5 separate regions of the Mus musculus genome follow, and all the other regions are linked to region 5. The links are chromatin contacts, called in public HiChIP or PLAC-seq and promoter capture Hi-C maps. All regions are on one chromosome and are shown on one strand. The core of a region is the stretch at or near the end of the contact, and the rest is flanking DNA. Distances in the headings are between cores, read along the strand shown.

Region 1 (2,700 bases), core at 13-2,512, 1.5 Mb after region 5:
TGTGACAAGTACTTTGGGCCACTGAGCCATCTCTGTAGCCCTCCACCTTATTTTTTGGAGTAAATTGGAATAAAGTTTTTTTCACTGAATCTGGTCTCATTGGTCTGGCTCAGCTGTCAGCCAGTAAGCTCCAGGGAGTCCCCTGTGTAGATGATGCTCAGATGTATAGGTGCATGCTGCTGTGCCTGGTTTCTCATAAGTGCTGGCTTCCAAACTCAGGCTTTCATTTATTGACTAACACATCTCCCTAGCCCTGAGAAGTAGATTTTGATGTGTAAACCACCCCCCACCCCCACCCCCACGACTTTTTATGGACTTTTAGAATTGTCTGTCTTCTTTATGTAGATTTATTTACTTCTGCTGTGTGAGAGGAATGGGCTGTCTGTGGATAAACTTCTTGCCCCTGTTCCATTCCAGATCTCTACTCACTCATCCTTCCAAAGTATTCTCTCTCCCAGAACCTGTGAGGTTGATTTCTCCAACCAGCCAAAGTGATGTATCTTTCAAAAGATTTCAGAGAGTCTCTAGTTCTTGCCTGGAACCTAGTTCACTCAGTACTTAATTGGCAAGACCCTCGTTTATAAATGACAGGAAATGCTCCTTTCAGAAATGCCCAAACAGTAGGGAAGTGAGAGTTGCCAGCCAGAGTACTAGCCAAGAGCTGGAGCTGGCAACGTGCATGCTCGGTGTCTTCGCTGGCCATGTTGGCAGCTTGCAGTTGGGTTGGCAGGAATCAACCTGTGGGCTCTTGTCTTCATAAACCTGGTAGCTTCTTTACACTCTTCTCTGAAGGCTCCAAGATAGTAGTTTGGCCTTGAGGTGGAAAGTACAGGGGCAAGAAAGATGAGTGAGCATTCTTTGTAGGTCACCAGAGGCACTCTAAGAACCAGACCAAGTTCCTGTCTCCTTCTAAAGCCAGGTAGGATCTCGTAGTCCTTAAGATTTTTCACTGTGGGTGCAGTAAACATTTCTAGGCAAGTAAACCACTGCATCATACTTGGTTATGGGGGAAAACTTCCTTTTTCTTTCTTTCTTAAGCTTTAGTATTCTGTTGAGGTCATAGAGTTGAGTAAACTTCATTTTAGTTCCAGACCCAAATCTAGTTAAAAACAACTCCTCCCTCCCCCAAGTACCTATCTTAGAGGCCAAAGGAAAACAATGGCACCCTGCCAGGTTCCTGGTGGCTGATCTCTTGGCTGCCAGGCACGTCTCCATGCCTTTGTGATGCCCGAGTTTGTGTTGCCTGCAGAGTAAATACACTTAACCTCACTGTTTGCTGCTGCGTGTATCTTCTCGATAGCGGGTGATTAGGAATTATTCACTGGCAGACTTCACCAGTTACGCAAATGCTCAGCCTCACAGCTCTGCTCTCGTTATTTCAAGACACAGAGCAGCGCTTGCCAAGAGTCCGAAGGAAGCTTTGCCACAGGCATCTGGCAGCAATCCACTGGGAAGTAGCTTGCGTCCCGTGGCTGTCTTTCATCCTCAAAGAGTCTATGCAGGAATGGGTTTCCTGTGTGTCCAGGGCAGTGAACCCAAGGAGTGAGTGTGTCAGAGAGTGTGTGTAGGAACAGGTCTCCTGTGTATTCAGGGCGGAGAACTTGTACCCAAGGAGTGAGTGTGTCAGCAAGTGTGTGTAGGAACGGGTCTCATGTGTGTTCAGGGCGGAGAACTTGTACCCAAGGAGTGAGTGTGTCAAAAGGACGATGTTGAGGGGCTTTTCTTCTGTCTGCTTAGGTCTGTCCATCAAGACGAAATGGTGTGCTTATCTGGGGTAGATCCTGAAAACAGCTTCTCAATGCTGGATTCCGTGTGAGAACACACTGTACAGACAGTCAAGTGGATAGATGTTTCCACGAGCTGCCTGTGCCTCAGAGGAAAATTCCCTTGTGAAATAATTTATGGCCAGTGAGATGGCTGGGGGAACAGAACTGAAGCCAGGGGAGATGGGTGATATTCAGAAACGCCCTCTTCCAGCTTCAGATGGCCGATGAGTCACTGAAGACATGTTGCCAATAGCGCACATGACTTACTGTTTGTCTGGGGCACCATCTCCTGTATGAAAAGCACAGTTACTTCAGATTTGGATTGCTCTATTGGGCAGGCCCTCGTGCCTTCAGAGCAGCAGCTTCTGTCACGCTCAGGCCAGCAGAGACTCCTCACATTGCACTTTGTTGCTGTTGTGATATTGTACTCTGGTCATTTCAGCTGTTCCTTTCCCAGAGCTAATTCAAGAGACAGTTCTGAAATTCTCACCAAGTCATTCATGTTTAAAATTCAGCCACACCATACCCTGCTTCTTTCTTCTTTGAGACAGGGTTTCTCTATGAAGCCCTGGCTCTGCTGGAACTAGCTCTGTATACTAGGTTGTCCTTGAATTCAGAGATCCAATGCCCCATCTTTAAATTTCTTACTGTAAATAGCTCCTTCCATCTCTAGAGATGTGAACCTATAACATCTTCTTTAAAGCACAAATTTGTTTTATTGCTTATTGGTGATTTACCTTTTTCCCACCATTGTATTTTTATTTCAGAATTGTTGGTGGTGTCTATGTGTATGGGTGGTTTGCTTGCATGTATGTCTGTGCAGCACATATGCACAGTGCTTACAGAGGTCAAAAGAAGAGGGTGGATCTCTTGGAACTGGTGTGGGTGCTAGGAGTTGAATCTGAGTTCTCTGGAAGGGCAGCCAGTGCTCTTT
Region 2 (2,710 bases), core at 6-2,505, 1.6 Mb before region 5:
TTCAATTACCAAATGGCAGGCAACAGTCCCTTCTCTCTCCTTTCCAGAGCTACTGATATCGTTAAAATGCTAATTTTTCAGCAATCGCGGGCTGGTCTGTAAATATAGCCCTTGGTTTAGATCCTGCACGAGGAAACAGCATCCAAAAGGAGAAGGGAGGGAAAAGTTAGAAAAGACCGATTGACAATTAGACCAGGCAGGGTCTTATTGTATCTCAAACTTGTTTTTGTTTGGTGATTGTTCTGAAACGCGAAGTTACTGGATTCGAAGCCGGGTTTTGTGCAGGCGTCGTCTCTCTTCCCACTCTGGGGTGGAGGTCTCACAATAGCGCCTAATAAAGGAGGCACATTTAGCTCTCCTCAGCACCTCCATCAACTGCAATATAGGAAGGTTCCAAGTCTTTAAATGAAAAAATAATGTACAAATTCTGCGTCTGAAAGAAAAAAAGTAAAAATAAGTATCCACGAGGTTTTAGTGGATCGCCCTCGCTTGCTGTACTTCCTTGACCCGCTTGTTCAGCGGCCCTTCTACCCATCCTCCCTGTGCAGCTCCAGCCCTGGCTTCGCAAAGCAGGGACTCCCTAACAGCCGGGTGGATGTGTAGGGCGTGGACAAAGAATCAAAGGGCGAGAAAAATGGGTCCGTAGGCCTCCTTCGTTTTATTCCAGAGCTAGGATAAAAAGCCAGGGTCTGCCTCTTGGTCCCAGTGCCCTTCCCTCTCCTGGAGGGCCTCGAACCCTCGGAGGACCACCCGAAGCCTGGTTGGACTGGAGATCGGCGCTGAGTCGTGGCGACCAGCTGCCCAGAGGCCTAGGACAGACGTGGGCAGGAACAGGGCTCGAAAGGACCCGCAGTCTAACAGGCCCCAACTTCTCAGCCGGAACCCAAGTTGGGGGGCCCGAGGAACCCAAGCTCGCTTCTCCCACCCTGAAGGCTAGCAGCATCCATCACGCATCCCCCGCGCGTTTCCTGATCCGGGTCCGCGCGCGCGGATTTCCCATTGGCCGGATCGCAGCACGTGGGGCGCGGGGGCGGGGCGCGCAGGGCCACGGGGAGCGCGCGCGGGCGGGGGAGGAGCGGCGCGGACTTCGGCGGCGGCGACGGCGGGAGGGGGAGGGGCAGTCGTTTGACAGCGGGGGGAGGGGCGGGCGCCGGGGCCGGGGGGGGGGGGGGGGGGGGATGGGAAGCGCGGCGAGAGGGGGAGGGGCCTCGGCGAGCGCAGAAAAACGACACCGCGAGAAAAATTAGTATTTTTGCACTTCACAAATTAATGACCATGAGCTCGTTTTTGATAAACTCCAACTACATCGAGCCCAAGTTCCCTCCTTTCGAGGAGTTCGCCCCGCACGGTGGCCCGGGCGGTGGGGACGGCGCCGTGGGCGGGGGTCCCGGCTACCCGCGGCCCCAGAGCGCCCCGCACCTGCCGGCCCCGAACCCGCACGCGGCCCGCCAGCCCCCCGCTTACTACGCGCCGCGGGCGCGCGAGCCCAGCTACCCCGGGGGCCTGTACCCCGCGCCCGCCGCCGCCTGTCCCTACGCCTGCCGCGGGGCCAGCCCCGCGCGACCCGAGCAGTCCCCGGCCCCCGGCGCGCACCCCAGCCCGGCCCCGCAGCCCCCCGCGCCCCCTCGGCACTGCGCTCCCGGCCCCACCACCCCGGCTGTCGCGACGGGGGGCAGCGCCCCCGCGTGCCCGCTGCTGCTGGCGGACCAGGGCCCGGCGGGCCCGAAGGGCAAGGAGCCGGTGGTGTACCCCTGGATGAAGAAGATCCACGTGAGCGCCGGTATGTGGCGCCGCCGGGAGGGCAGCGGGCGTGGGGGCGCGGGGCAGGGCGCGGGAGGGGACCCCCATCTGGCCGGCGCTTTGGCTGTGGGTGTGTGCGCGCCGCCCGCAGCCTGGTCCTAACGTGAGAACCCTTTTGTACCCAGGGTCCCTTTATCCTGAGATTTACGAGACGCCAAACTGTTAGGGCAGTAATTATAGCCCCCATAAATTTAATTGCCCTGGCAGAGGCTCCCGGCCATGTGTCTTTGAAGCTTTTCTTCAGCCCCAAAGCCCAGCACCATTCTTTATGGCTCTCGGGTGTTTCCCGTTGTCAATAGCCTGTGAAACATTTTCTTTGCCTTTTTATGTATCTTGTGTGAACTTGGTGTCAGGTTATTATATAATGATGATGTCCGATTGCTCTTCCCCACCCTATCTCCTCTCTCCTCCCCTCCTCCTCTTCTACTTCTTCCTCTTTGGCCTTCTCTTTCGGGGTTCTGGTGTTCAGTCAACTCCAGTTATAACGGAGGCGAACCTAAGCGCTCTCGAACCGCCTATACCCGGCAGCAAGTCTTGGAACTGGAGAAGGAATTCCACTTTAACCGCTACCTGACCCGGCGGCGCCGCATCGAGATCGCCCACACGCTCTGCTTGTCGGAGCGCCAGGTCAAGATCTGGTTTCAGAACCGGAGAATGAAGTGGAAGAAAGACCACAAACTTCCCAACACCAAGATGCGATCTTCCAACACTGCCTCGGCCCCTGCCGGCCCGCCTGGGAAAGCACAAACTCACAGCCCACACCCCCATCCCCACCCTCTCCCTGGTGCTTCCACACCCATTCCCTCCTCCATATAATCTAGAGACCTGGATCAGTTTCTCTCACTTATGTGCCCTACTCATCTCCTGCTCCTGTCCTCATCTGCTCTTCCCTAAGTAAACCCGAGACACC
Region 3 (2,715 bases), core at 64-2,563, 1.4 Mb after region 5:
AAGTTTTTTTTTTGAAAGAGAACACCATATCAAATTATCAATTGCTGAAGGCGTTTGTAGTATGAAGCACATATTTTCTCTATTCACATTTTTCAACTTGCGAGAGTAGCAAAACATTAGATTTCTGCCTGTATTTTCAGGCTATATAGAGCTTAATTTCAGTCATCCAAACCCGGCAATTTCTCTTTTCCATAAAATGCCTGTTAAAAATATATCACAAGTTATCTTTGAAGCCTTTGAGTAGAGCACACAACCATTAAGCCACAGTTGAAGGTTTTCACAAGGACAGGGGTACTGCCCTTTTTTCCCTATTCCTGTTCTCCGGCTCACATTTAGTAGGATCAGGAAGGCTCCACCGGGCCCAGACCCAACCCCCCAACCACCATTGTGCTCGTTACCTACAGGGAAAATTATGAATGGCTCTCACAGTCAAAGGAAGGCGGAAAGAGCCGAGGAATAGTTTCCCAGCGCGGCCGCCACCTTAGGCTGACGCTGAACAGGGTTCCCTTAGAGTCCCAAGTTCTTTAACAAAAATTATTTAAATAAAAGTATCAGTCCTCCCCCACACCCAGCCCTCCCCCTTCGAAAAACCACAGGAAGCGAGGGTTTCCCTTTAAGTACCGACTTTTCCCACTCGGCCACCCCCAGCCCCACAGCCTCCGCCCCGCGCCCCTCCCCCACGCGGCCAGCCCGCCCCCGGCCTCATTTATCCAGAGTCTTCTCGTAGCCGAGCAGCCAATGAACGGCGAGGCGGAGAGCCACCCGGAGCGCAGGCGGAGGAGGTGTCGCGTAGACACCCGCCCAGGACGTCGGCTCCCCTCCCCCACGCCGGCCCGGGCCGCCCCGCTTGCTCGGTCCCCGGGGCCCTCGAGGGGAGCGGCGCTCTGCCCCCGGGTTCTACTTTCCCCGGTCATCAGAGCCACCGACTGAGTTCGAGATTGTCATTCAGATTTCGTTGTTAAGTGACCCATTTTTTAAAAATCGAATGGTTACAAACTACGGTAACTGCAACCGCGGGACCCCCTAACCGCTTCCTCATCTTAAGGAAAAAGGATCGTTCGTCTGACCCTCCCGAGGCTCGGACCCTTTGGAAACTCGCCGTGCCCATCGCGCCTGGCGCCGGCTGCAGCGGCTGGACGCTCTCCACCCCCTCCCCGGCTCCGGCTCCGGCTCCAGCTCGGGGTCCCTCCTCGCCCAATCTCGCTTCCCCTCCCCCTCTCGCTTTTTTTTTTTTTTTTTTTTTTTCTCTTTCCTCCGAAACCCACTCTAATTGAGGCGCTGGGATTCCTCACGTGAGACGTTGATTTGTAGTTTGAACACGTGGCTCATTCAAAAAGCCGGACACTCGGAGCGGCTGCCCCCGCCCCGCTCCCCTCGCCGCTGCCAGTCACCCCTCGGGGTTTTTTTTTTTTACGGGGAGGCGGCGCCTGCCCCACGTAGTGTGATATTTTCACAGCCCGCTGGCCGCTGCCAAAGGGGTTGGGGAGGAAGAGACAAAAAGTAGTTTCCCCCCGCGCCTCCTCCTTTCTCTCGCTAATCCCGCCTCCTCCCCAGAGTTAGGAAGACTCGACGCTGGGCTCGTCGCTAGGCTTTTTCTTTCTCTCTTTTTTTTAATACCCAGAAGAGGAAAAAGGACCCTGGGATCTGGTTTTCGCCCGCCGCTCCCGTGCTTGGGTCACTGTGTGGGTTTGAAAGCCAAGAGGAGAGGAACAAAATCCACCGGCTCCATCCTCCGCCGTGGGTGCTTTTTTTAATTTAGCATTTTCCTCGGGTTTTAAAACGACCCCTTTTCACAATGAACAAATTGTACATCGGGAACCTCAGCGACCACGCCGGCCCCGCGGACCTGGAAAGTGTCTTCAAGGACGCTAAGATCCCGGTGGCGGGCCCCTTCCTGGTGAAGACGGGCTACGCGTTCGTGGACTGCCCGGACGAGGGCTGGGCCCTCAAGGCCATCGAGGCGCTTTCAGGTGGGGCCCGCGCGCGTGGTCGGGGCCTCCCCGTCTCCGCAGCTGCCATCCGGGACCCCGCTTGCGGGGCGGGTGGGGGTGGGGAGGGGGACGCGCTGTCAGTCGCGGGGCGCGGCGCGGCGCGTGCTGCAGGCCGGGCCAGGCGGGCCTTGGGGCCCAGCGTGGACGCCCGCCGGGCCCTCTGTCTGGTCGCTGTCCCCCAGCCGTAGAGAACAGAAAGTGGCCTGAGCCTACGCCCGGGGGGAGGCCGCGTCCAGGCGGTCCCGCTCCACGCCGCCGCGTCCACCTCGCGGGGTCGTTAGAGCGAAAGGGGCAGGTGGGCGGCGGCGGCCGGCTGTTGCCAGAACGGCAGCCCTGCCACGCGCGGCGCCGCAGTCCCGGCCCGTGCGCGCAGCCGCGGCCCGGGTGTCTGAGTGCGCTCTGCCTGGATGCCCGAGGGGAGAGCAGCTGTCCGTGCCTTTCGGTTTCCACCGTCCCCAGCTGGACTCGAGGCCGGCGCCTTGATGGGTCAGCGCGCGTGGACCAGCACCCCGGCCGCCCAATCTCCTCCTGGCACCCTGGCTCTTTAATCCCATCGCCCAGTGCTCCAGGCCAACCTGGATGTGGACCAGAAAGAAGGCCGCGCGCCCCCATGGCAGGCTGTTTGTTGGGGGTGTGTCTCTTGCAGACCTTGGGGTGCGGGGTGGCCCTTGGAGGGGGTCAGGAGGCGAAAATTGCAACCCAAGTGGTGAGCCTGACTCTTGCT
Region 4 (2,700 bases), core at 157-2,656, 1.2 Mb after region 5:
AAGTTTTGCCTCTAGGTATGGCTAGTAGCCTTATGTTATATAAGAAAAAAAATTTTTTTTCTGTCTCTACTTCAATATAAGAAGATAAGACTTTGAATCCTTCAGTGTATATTGTTTCTTAAATGGAATATATTACTTCAACTCTTTCCTCTCACACAATGAGCTTTAAAGTTCTGGAGAGTAGCTGATGAGCCAGAAAATATTCAAAGGCAATATCTTTTTAATATTTAGGGTCTTAGTTATCCTAGAAAGATTGTGGTACAGAAAATTTAAGAAAGAAAAGATGATTTGCTTACTTCAAATTATTTTCAAAAGCTTCCAGGAGATGTTAATTGGCTAAGACCTTACCTTAATGCCTTAAGGTGACTTAAGCCTTTGTTGGATGTTATCAACGGAGAGGCAAATTAACTGGTGAGAAACAAAAGGCTTTGCAGAAAGTAGAGGAAGCTTTTATAATTAATTGTTATCAATTTTAATCAATGGTAATCAAATATTAGCTGCTTATTTTAGTTATTGTTACTCAGTGTGCCCACAGCAATTCTTTGGCAAAAGAGAACATTAATGTAAAATCATCTTTCTTCATCTCCAAGTAAAGTTTTAACATCCTATTATGACATTGCTGTGGTGCTAATAAAGAATTGTAAGATAAAATCATGAAGGAATTTTAGAAAAACAACAACAACAACAACAAAAATGTGTCTTAAAAACCTGACGAGGCATCTGTTCTTTGTTCCAAACAGCAATTAAATTGGTTATTGCAGAATATTGATATTTGGCCTACTGCATAGACTTTCTAGGTAAAACTGATAATTATTATCCAAAAGATAAGTTGTTAAAGATTGCTTCTATGCATGCTTTTGTATTTTCTGTAAATTTATGCATGCATGCATCCCATAAAGACTACATCTACTGTATTTAAAAACAGCCCTTCTATGGGAGAAAAGTATATGTGATTGGATCACATGTTTATTCTTTTGAGTTTCCTCCTGCTTCAGCACAGATAATTAAATTGTGTGCTGTAGCCAGTGTTTTAAAATGTTGAAAAATCAAGCTTTAATTTATATACTAATAGTCTATATATACATATGTACATAACAACACCACAGAGCTGTGTTTGTGCAAATAAACACAAACAAGCTGCACATGCTCCCGAGGATGGATAAGAATAAGTTATTTGAAGACCACAATCCTAAGACATGCGTGGCCGCCAGCCACCATAATTCCCAGGCAGGACCATGGAGCATAAGTAAATTTTAAGTCCCAGTACAGCTAATTTTTATTATATAATTAGGGAGGAATTGTAGCCTCCCCCAGCCTTGAGCAGGCTGGCTCAGACCTGTTCCTCCTCTATGAACAAGACCACCTAGGGTGGAGTCTTCCAACCTAGATAGGTCTATTGTTCTGCCACCTCTGCCATTTTCTCCAAGATGCAGCTACCTGCTGAGATGCTGAACCTGTTCTCCTGACTCTATCCAGATGAAAGGAGATCCTGGTGTGATGGGGGATGGGATGGGTTCCCCCCACCCCACCCCCCACTTTATAAGCTCAGACTCTTAAGTAAATTTTGGGCTTTGATCAGTATCTTTGTCTTGGTCTCGTTATTTCTCTCACCATTTTCTCCCATGCAGCCCCAGCCTCCCTTTCAGGAACCCGGTTCAAGTAGCCTACAGTTATCTCTATCCAAAGTCTCCATAAATATCAAAAACTGGAAGTTCGTAGAGAAGAGGAAGGTACTATTAAGGGAACTAAGAATAGGGAGGCTATATTTGAACCCCAGTTCACTGGCCCAGATAGAACTCTGTTCACAGAGAAGTTAAGCAAAGGGACCTCAAGGCTAGTATCAAGCTTTAGTGTCTTTGCTGAGTCCTTTGGTGTAGCAAGATCTTTATAAAGTAAGAAAGGCTATGGCAGATGTCAGTAACTTAGACCAACATGTAAAGAGTATCTGAAAAATAAAAGAAGCTAAAGGAGAAATATTCTTTTAAGGTTAAGCAGAAAAAGAGGCCTGTCTAGGTTCTTCTAGGTGAAGTAGTATTTATGTTGAGCTAGGGTTGCTAAGGAAAAATCTGATAGAAAGGCATTGTGTGCTAAGGAGCATCTGCCTAAGGAGAAGACATCCTTGACAGAATACAGATGAAGCACACAAGCCTGTCCCAGGAGTGGGTGATCCCCCAGACCAAGGAGGGGACACAGCAAAAGATAAAGCTGGGGTGTAGACTGTTCGCCCAGCTAGAACTGCCCCGACAGCCAGGGATGGTGAATGGGAGGCTGGAGGCATGTGCCAACCCAGGGTCACTCTGACCTAGTGAGCCAGAGGTGCAGCGGGAAAGCAGGGCCACATTTACCTTTGGCCTTGAGTATGTCTGAGCCGACTAAGTCAAATCCACTGAGTTGATCAGGTGTGGAGAAATGAGGGAGGCTCCCAGAACAGGCTCCAGGTCATGTAAACATAATAGTTCAGAGAGAATCGCCAAGGATTACAGAGAACAAATTAAGTTAGCACCTCCTATCTATGCTTTGTACCTGACCTTGATCTTTGGAGGAAGCAAATTGATGGAACCTTTCCATGCTGTATTAGACCTTGCTCATTTCAACCTTAGTTATCATCTTAGTTGTGAACTTCTAGGCTCACCTGACACTTGCTGAGGATGGATGACAACTGACTTTCAGGTGTTTCACCAAGGTTATCTTTGGAACCCA
Region 5 (2,717 bases), core at 140-2,639:
ACCTACATAAGGACTAAGTCTAAATGCTGAACGAGTACCCCCAAAAGCTAGGACAGTTTAATAACAATGAAAATACATCAGACCTCCTTATCTATGGTTCCCATATCCATGTCTTCAGAAATCAGCAGATCACATCACATACTATGTAGTTAGGCTTACAATATTCTCACCAATACAGAATGACTAGCGTTTTTGTCATTTTCCCTAAGTGACACCATACAGCACTGCATTTGGCAGTATAAGTTATAATCTAGAAATTATTTAAATATTGGGGAGATTGTGTAGATTATATACAAATATTACATCATTTCATGTGAAGGACTTAAACACCCATGGAATTCTGTATGGGTTCTGGGGATTGTTCTGGAATCAACTATCCCTGGGAATACCTAACAACTATACTCACACAAACTGACATCTTTGAGCAGATAGGACCAGTGGCTGGAAAGAGATCTATTGAGACTTTAGACCAGCCTTCTAACATCTCATGTTAATCTGATGGCGGAAGGAAAAGTGGTAGAATATAAACAAGCTCAACCAGAATATGTGAGTTCATACTGAGAAGGGCCCGGCACACACCAGGCATCTATAAACACACGATAAACTATGTCAAGGCTAGACAGAACATAGGGAATGGACCGACATTCATCTGAATTTGGGAGAGGGGAGTAATGAAGAAAACGTCCAGTGGCAGAATTTAAAGTGTCTGTGAGTTCGTTTTGAAGTACACCAGGAAAGTATGCTAAGGAGACTTCCATTTCCAATATGGTCAGAAGGGATGCCAAGTCTAGCGGATTCCCGGGAATCCTCTACTCAGGCGAATCCTGCTTCTCCCTTAAAGCTTGCCTGCACACCCTCCTCGTTTTCTACAAACACTAGGGGAAGAAAACAGGGACTCTGGGTAAGATGTGATCCTGTCTGCCACTTGTGCGTACCTTCCCCAGCTTTGAGGCTCTCACTGGGAGAGCAGGAAGATGGTTTAACAGAGTAAAGGTCACCAGCAGGCGTCCACTGCGAGGCCAGTGCAGTTGCGCCAGCCAGGAAGCCTTGACCAAGCCTGGGTAAAGGTCGCCAGCACACCGGCCGGCAGTCTCAGCACTCCCCGTGGGCGGAGGCCGAAGGAGTCCTAGGGCCGGGCGTTACCTGAGCCGAGCCACACCCGGATCCCAAGGGAGCATCGGCCCCGCTACTTGCCCTCGCCATCTCGCAGGCCAGAGGGTGACGTCACGCACGTCCACGCCTTACGTCCTAAGGCCTGTCGTAAGTGTCGGGCAAACGAGGCCTCTGAAGGAAGGGCGCCCTCTGGGCACATCCTACCATGCTAGCTCGCATGCGCGCGCACAAACCTGTCCTGGAGCCAATGAGGTGCGGTTACGTCACGGCGCAGCAGACGGCGCTACCGCACGTCGGGCCGCGGACGGGCGGAACAAGTGTGGTTGCACCGACACCGGTACATAGGCGCGGGCCGGCGTGTCCTTGGGCTAGAGCGCGGGACGTCTGTCTTCGAGTCCGAACGTTCGTGGTGTTGACCAGCCCGGAACGGTGAGCGCGCGACGGGGATGCGGACCGGGAACGGGGCGAGGAGGCCGGGGCAGGCCTAACCTACAAAGCCATGCAGAACTGTGGCACGGCTGGAGGCGGCGTGGGTGTAGGACCGGGGCCCGGAGTTCTAGAAGGAACTCGCCCGCCGCCCCTTCTGAGAGCAGAAGCTGCTGTTCCTTCAGGACTGGGCCAGTTCTTTTCCTGATTAAGCATCTGGGAGGGTGGGTTTGTAAAGTCGTAGTCACCCCTGGGATCTCAACGTGAGAGTGAGACGGTTCCTTCCCCAGTCCTCCCTCGCCTTCCCGTGCCGGACTAAAGCAAGAGAGAAGAGACTTAACCTCCTAATGAGACCGGAGCAGGCGGAAGCACTTAGGATCACCCCCAGCCTCCCTTATCTTTGGAAGTGACTTTAATCGGCAGCACTGACAGCAGTTTAGCATTCTGAAATGTTAAGAGTTGTAGTGGTTTTGCTTTAATGAGTCCGGTTTCATATTTGTGACTTTTTGACCTTGCCTTCTTCGGAAACTGGGGTTTGAGCTGTGGGTTTCCATTTCCCTTGGCATGGACCTGTCTTGAGCACAGACTTGCTTTAAAGGAGAGTCTCCTAGGTGATGTATTTGCTATTGAAGAATATTGCAAGTGGACTGAGTTAGCACCCTGCCTGGTGTTAAGAGGACATAAGAATAGCGGTTTGAATGGTCATTGGGATCCGTAGTACGTTTTACTGTTGGATCTTTTCCCTTTTAGAATTAAAAATGGGTGATGTTGAAAAAGGCAAGAAGATTTTTGTTCAGAAGTGTGCCCAGTGCCACACTGTGGAAAAGGGAGGCAAGCATAAGACTGGACCAAATCTCCACGGTCTGTTCGGGCGGAAGACAGGCCAGGCTGCTGGATTCTCTTACACAGATGCCAACAAGAACAAAGGTAACGGGGGGAGCTGCTGTCAGCCACAGCACAGGTTGCTTGGGTTAACCAGTGCAGAATTACCAGGTGTGTAAAACACTTAACCTCTGCATCTCTTTCTGTTTAGGCATCACCTGGGGAGAGGATACCCTGATGGAGTATTTGGAGAATCCCAAAAAGTACATCCCTGGAACAAAAATGATCTTCGCTGGAATTAAGAAGAAGGGAGAAAGGGCAGACCTAATAGCTTATCTTAAAAAGGCTACTAATGA

Evidence for each region. Promoter capture Hi-C pulls out the DNA fragments that hold promoters and counts their contacts. HiChIP or PLAC-seq counts read pairs in DNA pulled down with a chosen protein or histone mark. Capture Hi-C pulls out chosen DNA fragments and counts their contacts.
Region 1: a contact with region 5 is called in an H3K27ac HiChIP or PLAC-seq map of the NIH/3T3 cell line, with 6 times the contacts expected there. The contact joins the enhancer-like site here to the promoter of Cycs in region 5. A contact is called at or near these places in 7 of 39 promoter capture datasets (the 3T3-L1 cell line, 3T3-L1-derived adipocytes, the C10 cell line and 3 more) and 1 of 115 datasets of contacts at active chromatin or transcription factors (the NIH/3T3 cell line).
Region 2: a promoter capture Hi-C map of liver shows a contact between it and region 5, with 2.3 times the contacts expected there. The contact joins the promoter of Hoxa4 here to the promoter of Cycs in region 5. A contact is called at or near these places in 7 of 39 promoter capture datasets (the 3T3-L1 cell line, 3T3-L1-derived adipocytes, hippocampal neurons and 2 more) and 1 of 9 other capture datasets (liver).
Region 3: a promoter capture Hi-C map of pre-B cells shows a contact between it and region 5, with 7 times the contacts expected there. The contact joins the promoter of Igf2bp3 here to the promoter of Cycs in region 5. A contact is called at or near these places in 15 of 39 promoter capture datasets (the 3T3-L1 cell line, 3T3-L1-derived adipocytes, the C10 cell line and 10 more), 1 of 484 Hi-C or Micro-C datasets (erythroblasts), 6 of 115 datasets of contacts at active chromatin or transcription factors (astrocytes, epiblast stem cells, extraembryonic endoderm stem cells and 3 more) and 2 of 9 other capture datasets (adipose tissue and liver).
Region 4: an H3K27ac HiChIP or PLAC-seq map of embryonic stem cells shows a contact between it and region 5, with 4 times the contacts expected there. The contact joins the enhancer-like site here to the promoter of Cycs in region 5. A contact is called at or near these places in 4 of 39 promoter capture datasets (the 3T3-L1 cell line, cranial neural crest, hippocampal neurons and 1 more), 2 of 115 datasets of contacts at active chromatin or transcription factors (embryonic stem cells and stem cell-derived neural progenitor cells) and 1 of 9 other capture datasets (embryonic stem cells).

Annotation. Positions count from the first base shown.
Region 1 is chr6:49,095,878-49,098,577 of GRCm38.p6, reverse strand. All of the region lies in intron 10 of Igf2bp3 (insulin-like growth factor 2 mRNA binding protein 3), which reads left to right. It also overlaps a transcript of Malsu1 not described here. Among named protein-coding and RNA genes, the nearest start is that of Malsu1, 23 kb to the right of the region's middle. Within about 2 kb of position 1,262, at least 177 of the 459 cell types and tissues checked have an H3K27ac peak or open chromatin away from gene starts, as enhancers often do. A contact at or near this core is called in 3T3-L1-derived adipocytes and the NIH/3T3 cell line, where this site is marked.
Region 2 is chr6:52,190,248-52,192,957 of GRCm38.p6, reverse strand. It overlaps Hoxa4 (homeobox A4), which reads left to right and starts at 1,255. Exons shown (of 2, transcript NM_008265.4): 1 at 1,255-1,780; 2 at 2,270-2,710. The coding sequence starts at 1,270. The coding sequence ends at 2,616. All of the region lies in intron 2 of Hoxa3 (homeobox A3), which reads left to right. LOC115490409 (a long non-coding RNA gene) reads right to left here. Exons shown (of 2, transcript NR_168044.1): 2 at 1-433.
Region 3 is chr6:49,213,552-49,216,266 of GRCm38.p6, reverse strand. It overlaps Igf2bp3 (insulin-like growth factor 2 mRNA binding protein 3), which reads left to right and starts at 1,313. Exons shown (of 15, transcript NM_023670.3): 1 at 1,313-1,970. The coding sequence starts at 1,796.
Region 4 is chr6:49,411,932-49,414,631 of GRCm38.p6, reverse strand. All of the region lies in intron 6 of Stk31 (serine threonine kinase 31), which reads right to left. Among named protein-coding and RNA genes, the nearest start is that of Stk31, 18 kb to the right of the region's middle. Within about 2 kb of position 1,406, at least 8 of the 459 cell types and tissues checked have an H3K27ac peak or open chromatin away from gene starts, as enhancers often do. A contact at or near this core is called in embryonic stem cells and stem cell-derived epiblast-like cells, where this site is marked.
Region 5 is chr6:50,565,241-50,567,957 of GRCm38.p6, reverse strand. It overlaps Cycs (cytochrome c, somatic), which reads left to right and starts at 1,389. Exons shown (of 3, transcript NM_007808.5): 1 at 1,389-1,542; 2 at 2,290-2,466; 3 at 2,573-2,717. The coding sequence starts at 2,298. 5430402O13Rik (RIKEN cDNA 5430402O13 gene) reads right to left here and starts at 1,315. Exons shown (of 3, transcript NR_027892.1): 1 at 936-1,315.